2 separate regions of the Oryctolagus cuniculus genome follow, and region 1 is linked to region 2. Evidence: chromatin contacts called from public Micro-C data. All regions are on one chromosome and are shown on one strand. Each heading gives the region's core, a stretch centred on a gene start, on an enhancer-like site or on the middle of the called end of the contact. The rest is flanking DNA. Distances are from core to core; before and after follow the strand shown. Region 1 has its middle 35 kb from the start of DDR2. Region 2 holds the start of HSD17B7 (hydroxysteroid 17-beta dehydrogenase 7).

Evidence for each region. A called contact is a pair of places that touch in the nucleus more often than the background predicts.
Region 1: a Micro-C map of ear pinna shows a contact between it and region 2, with 4 times the contacts expected there. The contact joins the enhancer-like site here to the promoter of HSD17B7 in region 2. A contact is called at or near these places in 5 of 6 Hi-C or Micro-C datasets (ear pinna, embryonic fibroblasts, liver and 2 more).

The regions. Positions count from the first base shown.
Region 1 is chr7:36,118,421-36,124,805 of mOryCun1.1, forward strand. No RefSeq gene overlaps it. Among named protein-coding and RNA genes, the nearest start is that of DDR2, 35 kb to the left of the region's middle. Within about 2 kb of position 4,486, at least 1 of the 8 cell types and tissues checked has an H3K27ac peak or open chromatin away from gene starts, as enhancers often do. A contact at or near this core is called in ear pinna, where this site is marked.
Region 2 is chr7:35,904,739-35,910,663 of mOryCun1.1, forward strand. It overlaps HSD17B7 (hydroxysteroid 17-beta dehydrogenase 7), which reads right to left and starts at 3,357. Exons shown (of 9, transcript XM_051857185.2): 1 at 3,127-3,357; 2 at 628-831. The coding sequence starts at 3,161.

The DNA of each region.
Region 1 (6,385 bases), core at 3,236-5,735, 210 kb after region 2:
TGGGATATGTATATCAGTGGTAAAATAAAATGAAGCCCTGTTATTTGGAAAAAAAAAAAAAAAAAAAAGGATGCAACTGGAAAACAATGAAATAAGCCAGTCCCAAAAAGACAAATACCATATGTTCTCCCTGATCTGTGAGAATTAATAGAGCACCTGAAAGGTAATCTATAGAAGTGAAATTGACACTTTGAAATGCGATGATTTTGAACAACCCTGTCTAGACAGTTGAGGAACAGTTTTTTTATACTATTTATTAAGCTCTTTACTTGGTATAGGGTTAATCTTATACATATAAATTTAATTGAAAATAGTAAAAAAAAATAAGAATGGGGATAGGAGAGGGAGGAGGAAAAAGGGTGGGAGTGCAGGCGGGAGGGAGGGTAGGGTGGGAAGAATCTCTGTGTTCCTAACTTCGTGTATATGAAATGCATGAAGGTTGTATACCTGAAATAAAAGGTTTCTAGGTAAAAATAAATAAATAAATAAATATAGTTTTATTGAGATATCATTGACAGGATTCCATGAACTTTTAGAAGTGCCCTCATAGCTGGGGGGATTTTGAATGTTTCCAACACAAAGACATGATAAATGTTTCAAGTAAGGGATATGCAATTACCCTGACTTCATCATTAAACATCGTCTGAGGGAACTCCAAAAGACTCGTGGAAAAATTGAACTGGAAGATAAGTTGGGGTGGCCATTGCGGTGAAGGAGTTAAGAAGTTGTTTGTTGGGGCTGGCGTTGTGGTGCAGTAGATTGAGCCACCACCTGCGACACCGACACCGGCATCCCATATGAACACTTATTCAAATTCTAGCTGCTCTGCTTTCATTCCAGCTCCCTGCTAACATGCCTGGGAAAGCAGAGAAAAATGGCCCAAGAGCTTGGGGTGCACTACCCATGTGAGAGACTTAGAATAAACTCCTGGCTCCTGGCTTCAGCCTGGTCCAACTCTGACCATTGTAGCCATCTGGGGAGTGAACAAGCAGATGACAGATCTCTTTCTCTCTGTCTCTCCCTTTCTCCCTATAATACTGCCTTTCAAATAAATAAATAAATCTTTTTTAAAAAAAAAATAAGGAAAAAGCTGCTTGGTCATGGCTGCTTCAGACATCTAGAGAGTGAAGCAGCAGATGGAAAGTTTCTGTCTCTCTCCATCCATCCATCCATCCCACCCCCCTTCTTTTTTTTTTTAAGATTTATTTTATTTATTTGAAAGACAGAGTTACAGAGAGAGGTCTACCCCCCTCTTTTTCTATCTCTCTCCCTCTGACATTCTGCCTTCCAAATAAATAAAAATTTATAAATAAAAATGTGTTAGTTTTATTTTGGTGTAAAAACTTTGAAATGCATGCATAGTTTTCTTATCCATGTATTTTCTACAAACTTTCTGAAAGCTACTCCTTGAGTATGGATTTCAAAATTTATGCACAAAAATAAACTTAACTTTTAATTTCATATTCCACAAACTTCTTTTTTTAAAAAAGATTTATTTATGTATTTGAAAAGCAGAGTTATAGAGAGGCAGAGGCAGAGAGAGGAAAGAGAGAAAGAGATCTGAGAGAGAGAGAGAGAGAGAGAGGGAGAGAGGTCTTCCATCTGCTGGTTCACTCCCCTAAGGCCACAATGGCCAGAGCTGGGTCAATCCAAAACCAGGAGCCAGGAGCTTCTTCCAGGTCTCTCATGTGAGTGCAAGGGACCAAGGACTTAGGCCATCCTCCACTGCTTTCCCAGGCCATCAGCAAGGAGCTGGATCAGAAGTGGAGCAGCCAGGACTTGAACTGACATCCATATGGGATGCCAGCACTATAGGTGGCAGCTTTACTCACTAAGCCACAGCTCTGGCCCCCAAATATTGTACTATGTGCACTTTAAGAGGCTATAAAGAGAACACAGGAAGACAATATGTAAGAGAAGGCATAAGAATACTAAACCCTCATCCACCATAACATAATAATGTCTAAAACTGGTAAGTTAATAAATCATAATATGTGCACATAGAAATTACAAATATATGAAAATATCGAAGTGGATACCAGAAGAAAAAGTTATAAGAATTAAAGTGCTTGCTTTGTGGGGAGAGAACTTGATACTTGATACTTGATACTTGATAGAAGCCTTTCCCTAACAATTTTTTAAATATAACATTAGCAGTAACTGGAAAGTGTATATAGAGAAAAAAAAAACTTGTGCAATTTCTGTAGTCCATGCTGCTGCTGCTATTTCTGGAACTCAGTTCTGACCTTTGTTCTTCCTCTTCGGACTCCATCGTCCTTGCCATGCTACCCACACCTAGAGCACAAATCTCAGTAAACAGATGACTCCTGGTCACTGATCCCAGCTCTGATCTACTCTAACCTCTGTGGCTAAGTAGCAGTGCCACCTTGAGGGCGTCCCTTCTTTTTGGCCGTCTTATCTGTAAAACGGAGTACTCAGACTACATTCTTGGATCATCTGCAAACAAGAGGATGAGAACCGTGGGAGCAATCCCCCTAAAATCTTGGCCGGGGTGGGCTCCCGGAGCATTCCTGCTGCCCTTCGGGGCTACACGTGTCAGTCGCCACCTCCTAGAGTCTCCAGTTCCCAGGTTCTCCTAAAGCTGAGGAGCTAATGCCTGAGCATTTGAAAATACTGCCCTCTGCTGCACAGAAATAACCCCATGCAGAAGGCTCCAAAGAACTCCAGGAACCCTGGCCAGCCAGGACAAGGGCTCCAGGGGGGCAGCTGACTCACAGGAACCAGCCCAGGGTATGCTCAGAAGATAAATGAAAATTCAAGCCATGAAAACCCGCTGAAGCAAATACATTCTGAAGCCCCACGGCTTCCGATAATTAGCTCATCGTTACCCTCAAGCTTTGCTGACACCAGCCTCCCTGACAGGATGGGTCCAGCAGTAGAGCCAAGGGCTGCTGCCTCACTCCCAAGGGCTGCAGACAGCTCTGGACACAAGCCCATTCACGTGTCCTTGTTGGAAGGCCCACAAAACTTGGATGCAAAGATAAAAGGGTTAGACAAAAAGAGGTCTTTATTGGGGTCTACGTTATGTCGCCATGGGTTCAACTGTTGCCCGCCATGCTGGCATCCCATATGGGCGCCGATTGGAATCCCGGTTGCTCCAGTTCCAATCCAGCTGAAGCACATGGGAAAAGTAATAGAAGATGGCCCAAGTCCTTGGACCCCTGCACCCATGTGGGAGATCTGTAGGAAGCTCCTGGCTCCTGGCTTTGGCTTGGCCCAACCTGTGACAGAGGCCTCTGTCTTTTGATTAAACTTGTTTCTAACTGACATGATTAAGGTTGTGGTAGAGGCCTTCCCAAGGTTAGAAGAAGAAAAAGGGAGGCATGTGTCCTGGAAATGAAATGTGCTTGTTATTTGCTTGCCTATGAATGCTTCCACTGCAGTTCCTATCTGCTCACATGTAACCATTTGAGTTCTGCTTGTTATCACGGAGCAATGATGTTAACCCTTGCCAGACAGCTTACAGCTCAGTATATGTGTAAAAAAAATCTTCAGTAACTATGTTCACATGGGCAGTATTGTATCAGTCCTGTGGCCACCATGTAACATCAAAATATCCAATCAAATGTGTGCAGGCAGCCATGTAAGGGAGACCCCATGGATAAGGGAAAACCTTCCTTCGTTTAGGACTTGGGATTTTGGATAAAAAATTCACCTGGGCCTTACGTCAGCATAATAAGAGACTACTTCCTGTTGAGAGGCCTCGGTGTCTTGGTCCACAAATCCTGCTACAAACCCAAACTATTGTGGCCATCTGGGGAGTGGACCAGTGGATGAGAGGTCCCCCCCTTCCCTCCCTCCCTCCCACTCTGGGACTCTGCCTTTCAGATAAATAAAAATAAATCTTAAAAAATGCCTTTACTAATAAATATTAATACAAAGGGTCACTGTGGGACTTTAATTTAATCACCACTTGGATATTGTCCTTCTAGTTAAGAATAGACCAGGGGCCAGTGCTGTGGCATAGCCAGTAAAGCTGTTACCTATAGTGCCAGCATCCCATATGGGCTCTGGTTCAAGTCCTGGCTGCTCCACTTCCAATCCAGCTCTCTGCTGTGGCCTGGGAAAGCAGTGGAAGATGGCCCAAGTCCTTGGGCCCCCACCCACGTGGGGGACTCAGAAGAAGCTCCTGGCTCCTGGCTTCATTGTGGCCACCTGGGAAGTGAATCAGTGGAACGAAGACCTCTCTCTGCCTCTCCTTCTCTCTCTCTGTGTAACTCTTTCAAATATATATACATATAAATATATATATATATATATATATATATATATATAAAGACCAACAAGCAATGCAGGTAGACTTACAACTTTGTTCTCTACAGGGGTAGAGTTTTCAACCTCCACCTACAAACCAAAACATGGGTAGGTTTTTCCTTCTCACTAACTGCTTAGCAAATGGCCTTGAATAGAATTTCCTGTCCTCAGGCCCTTGTCTACTGAGACTGACCACTGCCAAATTCCATCTGCCAGAAGCTCTGCTCTCCAGCGTGGCTTTCCCAGGGGACAGGAGCTGAGACGATGATAAAGGGAAGGCAAACAGGGCGAGAAAAGCTTTTGTATTGAAACAACCACACTCACCTAAGTAGAACTGCGTTCCGCTCTCAAGTGTTCAGTTATTCTCAGAACTGGTCTTTGCTGGTCCTGCAAGCACACGTGCATATGCACACAGACACTCTTATAAACAAAGAGGAAACGTGGCCTAGGCCCAGGGACAGTAATTGGCCTTGGGCTGGTGTTGCGTAACTTTGTTCTGATTCCCTTGTTTCACACTAACTTGAGCGGGGCCAGGTGACAGCCAGCTGGTCCTCTCTCTTTGTGCTTAAAGATCCTCCCTTCCTGGAGACTGCAGACTGAGCTACCTCCTACCAACTTGCCTATCCCTTCAACTGCCAATGGCGTGCACTGAAAACAGGTGTTTTTTCTTCATTAACAGTTGTTTTCATTCCTCCTTGACTCTGTTTGCTTATAGGTTATAAAGCAGGGGTAGGTGTTTGGCTCAGCTCTCCAGATGCCTGCATTCCATAACTGGGTACAGAGGCTGGATTCCCAGCGCTGGCCCCTGACTCCAGCTACCGGCTAATATAGACCGTGGTGGCAGCCTCACGGCTCAAGTATTTGGATTTGAGATTTGTGCCACCCACATGGGAGACCATTACATTTCTGCCTTCTGGCTCCTTGCTGCAGCCTAGGCCTGGCCACTGCAGATGGGATATTCTCTCTCTCTCTCTCTGTCCCCATCTCTCACACACAAAGCACAACTATTTCATTCCTTTACTTTCAAAAGCTATAGGTGGTATATAGGTGGTATATGCAGCATTTCATAATATTGTTGGGATTAGCAGACAGTGTAGGAGTAAGTTATGTAGTAGAATAATTAAGGGGCCGGTGCTGTGATGCAGCCCTAACCTGAAGTGCCAGCATCCCATATAGTCACTGGTTCTAGTTCTGGCTGCTCCTCTTCCAATCCAGCTCTCTGCTATGGCCTGGGATAGCAGTGGAAGATGGCCCAAGTCCTTGGTCCCCTGCACCCACGTGGGAGACCCAGAAGAAGCTCCTGGCCCCTGGCTTTGGGTTGGCACAGCTCCAGCCATTTCGACCATCTGGGGAGTGAACCAACGGATGGAAGACCTCTCTCTCTCTCTGTACCTCTCTCTGTAACTCTTTCAAATAAATAAAATAAATCTTTAAAAAAATAATAATTAAAAGCAGGGATTTCGGTGAAGTCAGATTTTTTTTAAAGATTTATTTATTTTTACTTGAAAGAGTTACACAGAGAGAGAAGGAGAGGGAGAGACAGTCTTCCATCCATAGGTTCACTCCCTAATTGGCAGCAACGGCAAGAGCTGAGCCGATCCAAAGCCATGAACCAGGAGCTTCTTCTAGGTCTCCCACGTAGGTACAGGGACCCAAGGACTTGGGCCATCTTCTACTGCTTTCCCAGGCCATACCAGAGAGCTGGATTGGAAGTGGAGCAACCAGGACTTGAACCAGCACCCATATGGGATGCCGCCACTGAGGTGGCGGCTCTACTGGCTATGCCACAGCACTGGCCCTGAGACTTAGATTTTAATCCCAGCTCTGCCACTACCAGTTATGAAATCTTGACAAGTTATTTAGACTCTCTCTTTGATCAATGAATTATTTTTACATATGTTTCAAGACTTCAAAATGAAGGGTAGGAAATCTTTAGTCTTTTTAATTGAGATATAACGTCAAAGAAGTTCAGTTTAATGAACTTATACAAATGTGTCTGTAACCACTTCTGGTCAAAACACAGGCTATTGCCAGCACTCAACAGGCTTCCTTGTGCTCCTCACTCAACAGATACGCTTTCCACAGGACTTTACTGTTCTTTTTCCACCAC
Region 2 (5,925 bases), core at 2,107-4,606:
AAAGAAGGATACCCCCACCCCCACCCAGAAAATCGCACTGTGCATCAACATGTGAGTTTGTGAACACTTTCAGGGAAGTCACACATTCAAGGACTCCACTCCTTCCTGCACTAGATGTTTATACCGCACCTTATAAAGACCAGTTACCAAGCAGGTGTGAACAAACCTACACTGGCCTCGGGGATAAAAGCTTCCTGAGGAAACAGGAAGGAGAACCAAGCTCCAGGACCAACCCACCCACCCAAAGTTGGAGTCGTCTTAGGCATAGTATCCCTATTTCCGTATCCTTGTCGTCACTTGCTGAACACCAGCACTGGCCCTACCTACTTAATGTCTGTAACGCAGAAGAAAGATGTAAAATGAATATGAATACGAAACATCATAGTAGTTGTATTACTATAAGGCCTCACAACTGACCATATGTCAGGGTAAATACATAACAAAATCTTATGATCATGATTGAGGGTGAAAATGTGGTATTGAGACGTAAAGAGTCACTCTATATAGTTTTTCTCAGCATAATATCTAAAGTGTCCCTCTTCCTGTTGCAGGTTTTCCTATCCTTTATTTTATGAAATGTCATGCAACACGATCTCACGGAAGAAAGCCCATCAGCTGGGGACAGACCTTTGCTTGAGTTCATCAGCAGCCCGGAACACCGACTGCAGGTCGCCGACATCCACCTGTACCATGGTGACCTGGGCACCGCTGTGAGAGGCCAGCAGAGCAGCGCGGGCGGCTTTGGCTTTGCCCATGTTCCTGCACGCCAAACACAGGTGCAGCCCATCGTCTACCGTCAGCAGCCGCTTGCAGAGGGCCAGGCCAATGCCACTGGGAAGACAATTCAAACACGGGGCACACATTAATTGAGACAGTGCCAGAGGCATTTCTCTCTGGCTCAGAAAACTTGAGCTCCGATGAGCAGCCCAGACAGAAAACACTCACACGTTACTGAAAGAAAAGAGATCTCTCCCACTGGCTCAAGATGATGTCCAGTTTATGTTCTTCCCATTCCTAACCAGTTCACTGACACAATAACTGGACTGCGAATCAACTGTACCTGAGCACTTCGTTGAATCCAGTTTATGCTGCCTGTTTTTGTTTTGTACTTATAGTGCCACTTATGAAAGCAATTCAATACAGTACCAGCAAGTGTTAAAAACACTTATTATTATCTGTTTCTTATTATCTTATTATCTGTTTCTTGCCTGTAAGTTTTATTTTGCTGTCTAGGTTCCTCAAGGCCAACGGCTGATGGTATCATTACCGCTGTGGCAAGCAACAAAAATCCCTGATAAGGGAACAGATGAATCTTTCAGGAAGAGGCATCAGTAACAAGAAAGAATTCAATCCACTGCTATGTCTGAACAGCTAATAGAGAGAGAAAGAGGGGCCGGCCATTGGGGGAGTCAACAAGCACATGGAAAATCAATCCTTCCCCTTCCCTCCTCCCACCATATGTGTGTATGAGATTCTGCCTTTCAAGTAAATCTGTAAAAGTAAGGGGGAGAGGGGGGACCGGCGCCATGGCGCAGTAGGTTAATCCTCCACCTGCGACGCCAGCATCCCATATGGGGGCACGGGTTCTAGTCCCGACTGCCCCTCTTCCACTCCAGCTCTCTGCTATGGCCTGGGAAAGCAGTAGAAGATGACCCAAGTCCTTGGGCCCATGCACCGGCATAGAGTGAACCAATGAAAGGAAGACCTTTCTGTCTCTCCCTCTCACTGTCTGTAACTCTACCTCTCAAATAAATAAATAAAATCTTAAAAAAAAAAAAAAAGTAAGGAGAGGGGCTGGCACTGTGGTGTAGCGGGTAAAGCATCCCATATGGGCGCCGGTTCAAGTCCTGGCTGCTCCACTTCCAATCCAGCTCTCTGCTATGGCCTGGAAAAACAGTAGAAGATGGCCCAAGTCCTTGGGCCCCTGCACCAGGGTGGGAAACCTGGAGGAAGCTCCTGGCTCCTGGCTTCAGATCAGCACAGCTCCAGCCCTTGCAGCCAACTGGGGAGTGAATCAGCAGATGGAAGACCTTTCTCTCTCTCTCTGCCTCTCTGTAACACTGACTCTCAAATAAATAAACAAAAGAAAGAATGTGGGATGATTACATAGAAGGTAGGAACAGAGTTACTATCAGATGAGGGCCAAGAAAGTGAAACACGGATGAGTACGTCACTCAAAGATGAATCTACTACTTCAGAAAGAGCAACAGAAAACGGCACAGAAAATTAGGCCAGCAGTCCGACCAGCGAGGCAAACAGCAGAGAAAACCTAAGTAATAAGTTTTCATCCAAAACTTAGACTGACTGCAGGTAAACAGAAACTCAAAACAGACTGGAACCAATAGTAATCTGTTGGCTCTGCCAACACAGCATCAAATATATTTAGGTTTATACGTCATCACTTGAGAATAGCAGGCTTTTAATACTAGTATACAATTGCACATATCACAATATACTTAAGAGAAACACATAAGCAATTCTGAGAACACACGAAGAAAGTGCCAGTGGCAGACACGTAGTTTGAAACCGGTTCACAGGGACGGATGTGGTTGGGTAGTAACTCAGAGTGCATCAATTGTAAATGATTTCACAAGCATCAGTGCAACAAGTAGAAACATAACTTTGTTTAGTTTCTTCCCCCACACACCCTTGATGGAAATGCAGATAAGGAACAAAACAGCCCGAGTCCAAATGAGCAACGCCGGGATGAGTGGCAGCTGCACTCCTCCCGCGTCTCAGCAGGAAAAGTTTCCTTGCCTCCGCGTCTCTGTAGAGAAAGTGGCAGGTGCCCAGCACCCGCGGTCCTAACGCTCACGGAAGCTGGAATCCAGAACACGGCCACGTGGTGGGGACCACACCGCAGGTGAATGAGTGAAGTCAAAGAGGGGAGCGGGCGGGGGCTGCAAGGGCAGCCCCTCTTTCCCTTCATAACCACAGGATCCTCACTGCCACCCTCCTGTTTCCCTTTTCACCTTCAAAGCGCCAGCCCCTGAACACCCTCAAAATGCCCCACATCTGCGGTGGAACACCTGGAGCAGGTTTCCACAGAGGGGCGCTCCCGGCAGTCAGCCCGAGGCGGGTCGCAGACCCCTGCCCCCTCGCACCCCTGACCCGCCACCACCTCACCTGCTGGCTCCCGTGATCAAAACCACCTTCCCCATCTTCGCGCACCCCAAACGCCGTCGGAAGCGCTCGGATCCAACAGCCTCCTTGGCGGCGGACACGACCCTCCCCACTCACTAGGCCCCGGTCTGGGCCCCACCTCCCGCTGCGTCGCGGACTCCGTCCCGAGCCCGCCAATCGCAGTCCGCCGTCCGCCGGGCAGCGCCGGGCCTGTGGGGTGAGGTAGGCCGAGGGGCGGAGCCGCGCGACGCAGCGGCCGGAGCCAATCCGGGCTCTCCCCGCCCCTTCGCGGCGCAGGGCCCGCCCCTGGCGCGTTCAGCTCTTGGGCGTCTGTGCTTCGTGCTGTTGCCGGTGGGCGCGGCTGTTGGGTGTGGGAGTGGTCGCACCGCAGTTCCTGGTTAACACGAGAGAGATTTGGATCTAGAAGCCGAGTTGCGAGTGTTACTTTAGTTTCCCTTCCGTGTTTGATGGGGCGCTGAGCCACTGTACAGCGCAGCTTCTGACCTCTTCCTGTGAAGCATGCTCTGTAAATGAACATGGGTTTCATTAAGAATGTTACGGAGAATCATGGGCGTGGAATCAATCTCAGAACTTGGTTCTCTGGAATACTGCGAACTCTGGTAAAGCAACGGTTCTGTTTCCGAGACTTCCCAGATAGACACTCCTGGAAAATACATATAATAATAATTGCTAGGGAAATAAAAGCAAAGCCATAAAACTACAGACATCTTTTTTGTTTGTTTGTTATTAGATTCCATACATATAAAAGTGCTGTGAAGTTTCTAATGCCTAATCTGGATTTCTGGATTTATAGCAGCCTCGGCAGACCCATCACTAGACTTGGTTCCTGCTGAGTTAGTAGAGACCATCATAGGTCTCTACTGAACATGCTTTAATCAACTTCATGGCATTTTCAAAGTTTTCATTATTTATCAACAATGGTTCAGCAAAAGCCTCACATAATCTATATTGGCATTTGATCCCAGAAGGGTACCAACTAGTTTAGTTATCACCTGAACCAATAAAATATAGATTGAACAAACAAATCTATTTGAATATTAAATTCCTAAATAAAAATTTTTTATAGTTGGTGTGAAAATCACTTTCTACCCTCATCTCACTGTTCTAAAGAAACCACAAGTTAACAATATTTTCTGAACATCCTGGGGTATAGTTAACCTCAATACTGAGAGTCTAGCACAAAAGGCTCCTTTTAAAACATGCTGGAGCTGGGAGGTGACATGTAAAAGAGAGAATTCTGTAGTCAATTACATAGGAAACTAATTATTGCCGAGGAGGTGGGGCTAGACCCCAGATGTTCAGCATCCCCACGGTCATGGGATGATAACCAGCATAGAACAGGCTATGGATTAAATGAAGGCCAGAAGACTTCAGAGTGAGATCAGCGATCTCACTCCACCATGACTTCCATCCAAGCCTAGTGAGACCACTCTGACCTGTTCCTTTACTCAGCTAAAGCTGCTGCTTTCAGGATGCTTATGATGGGCTGAGGTGCCAGAGGGACCAGGAGAATAGAACTCTGCTAGATGTCAATTAATTTTGTATTTTAAAAATATTTTATCATATGTAGGATGCAGCTTTGTAACCACATAATAAACTGTTATTGCCAAATAAGTGCATAAGTATGGTTTTTATCGTCCCAGGCTGTGTATCTTAGGTGTTGTGTGTGAACTCATTCCGTTTTCCTGAAAACCAGCACAGTGAGGTACATAGTGGTCCCATGACTGGGATGGAGCAAACATAACAACTTCTACTATTTATTGGTTCATGTAGTAAATTTGCCTCTGCCCTAAGCCTTGAAACAGATTTCCTTTTATGGTACCTGAAACAGTCCTTAGGTAGAGGATGGGTAAGTGCATCTAAGCTCCCACAACAGAGCCCTGTTCTCAGTCCATATGAAACTCGCCAGCAGTAACTTGTCTCTAGTTTGCAGAGGCAGAAGAATGCTGCTGGAAGTGCCATGTGGCTTCCCTTGTATGAACTCTTCATCCCAGCCCTCTTCCCTTCAAATCGTTATACATCCAACCTGACCCAAAACAGCTTTGGGAGCAGGATTTTGCCCAGTTCATTAGACGATAAGAGGCTGTGTGTTGGGAGTCAGTGCTGTTTAGGATTCAAGGCCCAGAAGATAGAATAGTGTACATTTCTTCTTCAACTAAGAAATGAATATACAATTATAAACGGAGATAAATCAGTTTGCTAGTCTCTGAATAAAATACAGAGTCCTTTAACTTGTTATTTCACACTTGATCTTAGCCAAAAGGCCAATTTTAACGTGTTATTTCAAATTCAAGAGTAGATATAATCTCTGTGCCCAGTGACTTATATATTCAAATATATGCATAGCATGTTTATACCATAAACATATCAACTTTTAAATCTTGGCCTGGTGTTACAAGTGGTGTGGTGTCACTTTAACTATCTCTGCTCTCCTGTTTGTGTTTTCCTCCTTTGTTTCTCCTCCCACTCCCACTCCCACTCCCACTCCCACTCCCACCACACAGCTACTAGAACGCCTAGCCTTTAGTCCTGCAGACTAGACACGCTGAGGAGTCAAGGTGTGCCGCTTCTCAGCCTTTTGACTAGGATCAAGCGTGGGAGTCAGGGTGTGCTTTCATGAGTCCTCTGGCTAGTCTCTGAAAATTTATATCCATTCCTTTACCCACTATGATCCTTGCTGGAAAAAAGCATGCTCAGAAAAGTAAAAATATAAACTTCCTCTTCAGGGGACAAATCAGAAACATGTTGTTCCAGATGGTTTTCTCCTGATCTCTGTTGTGA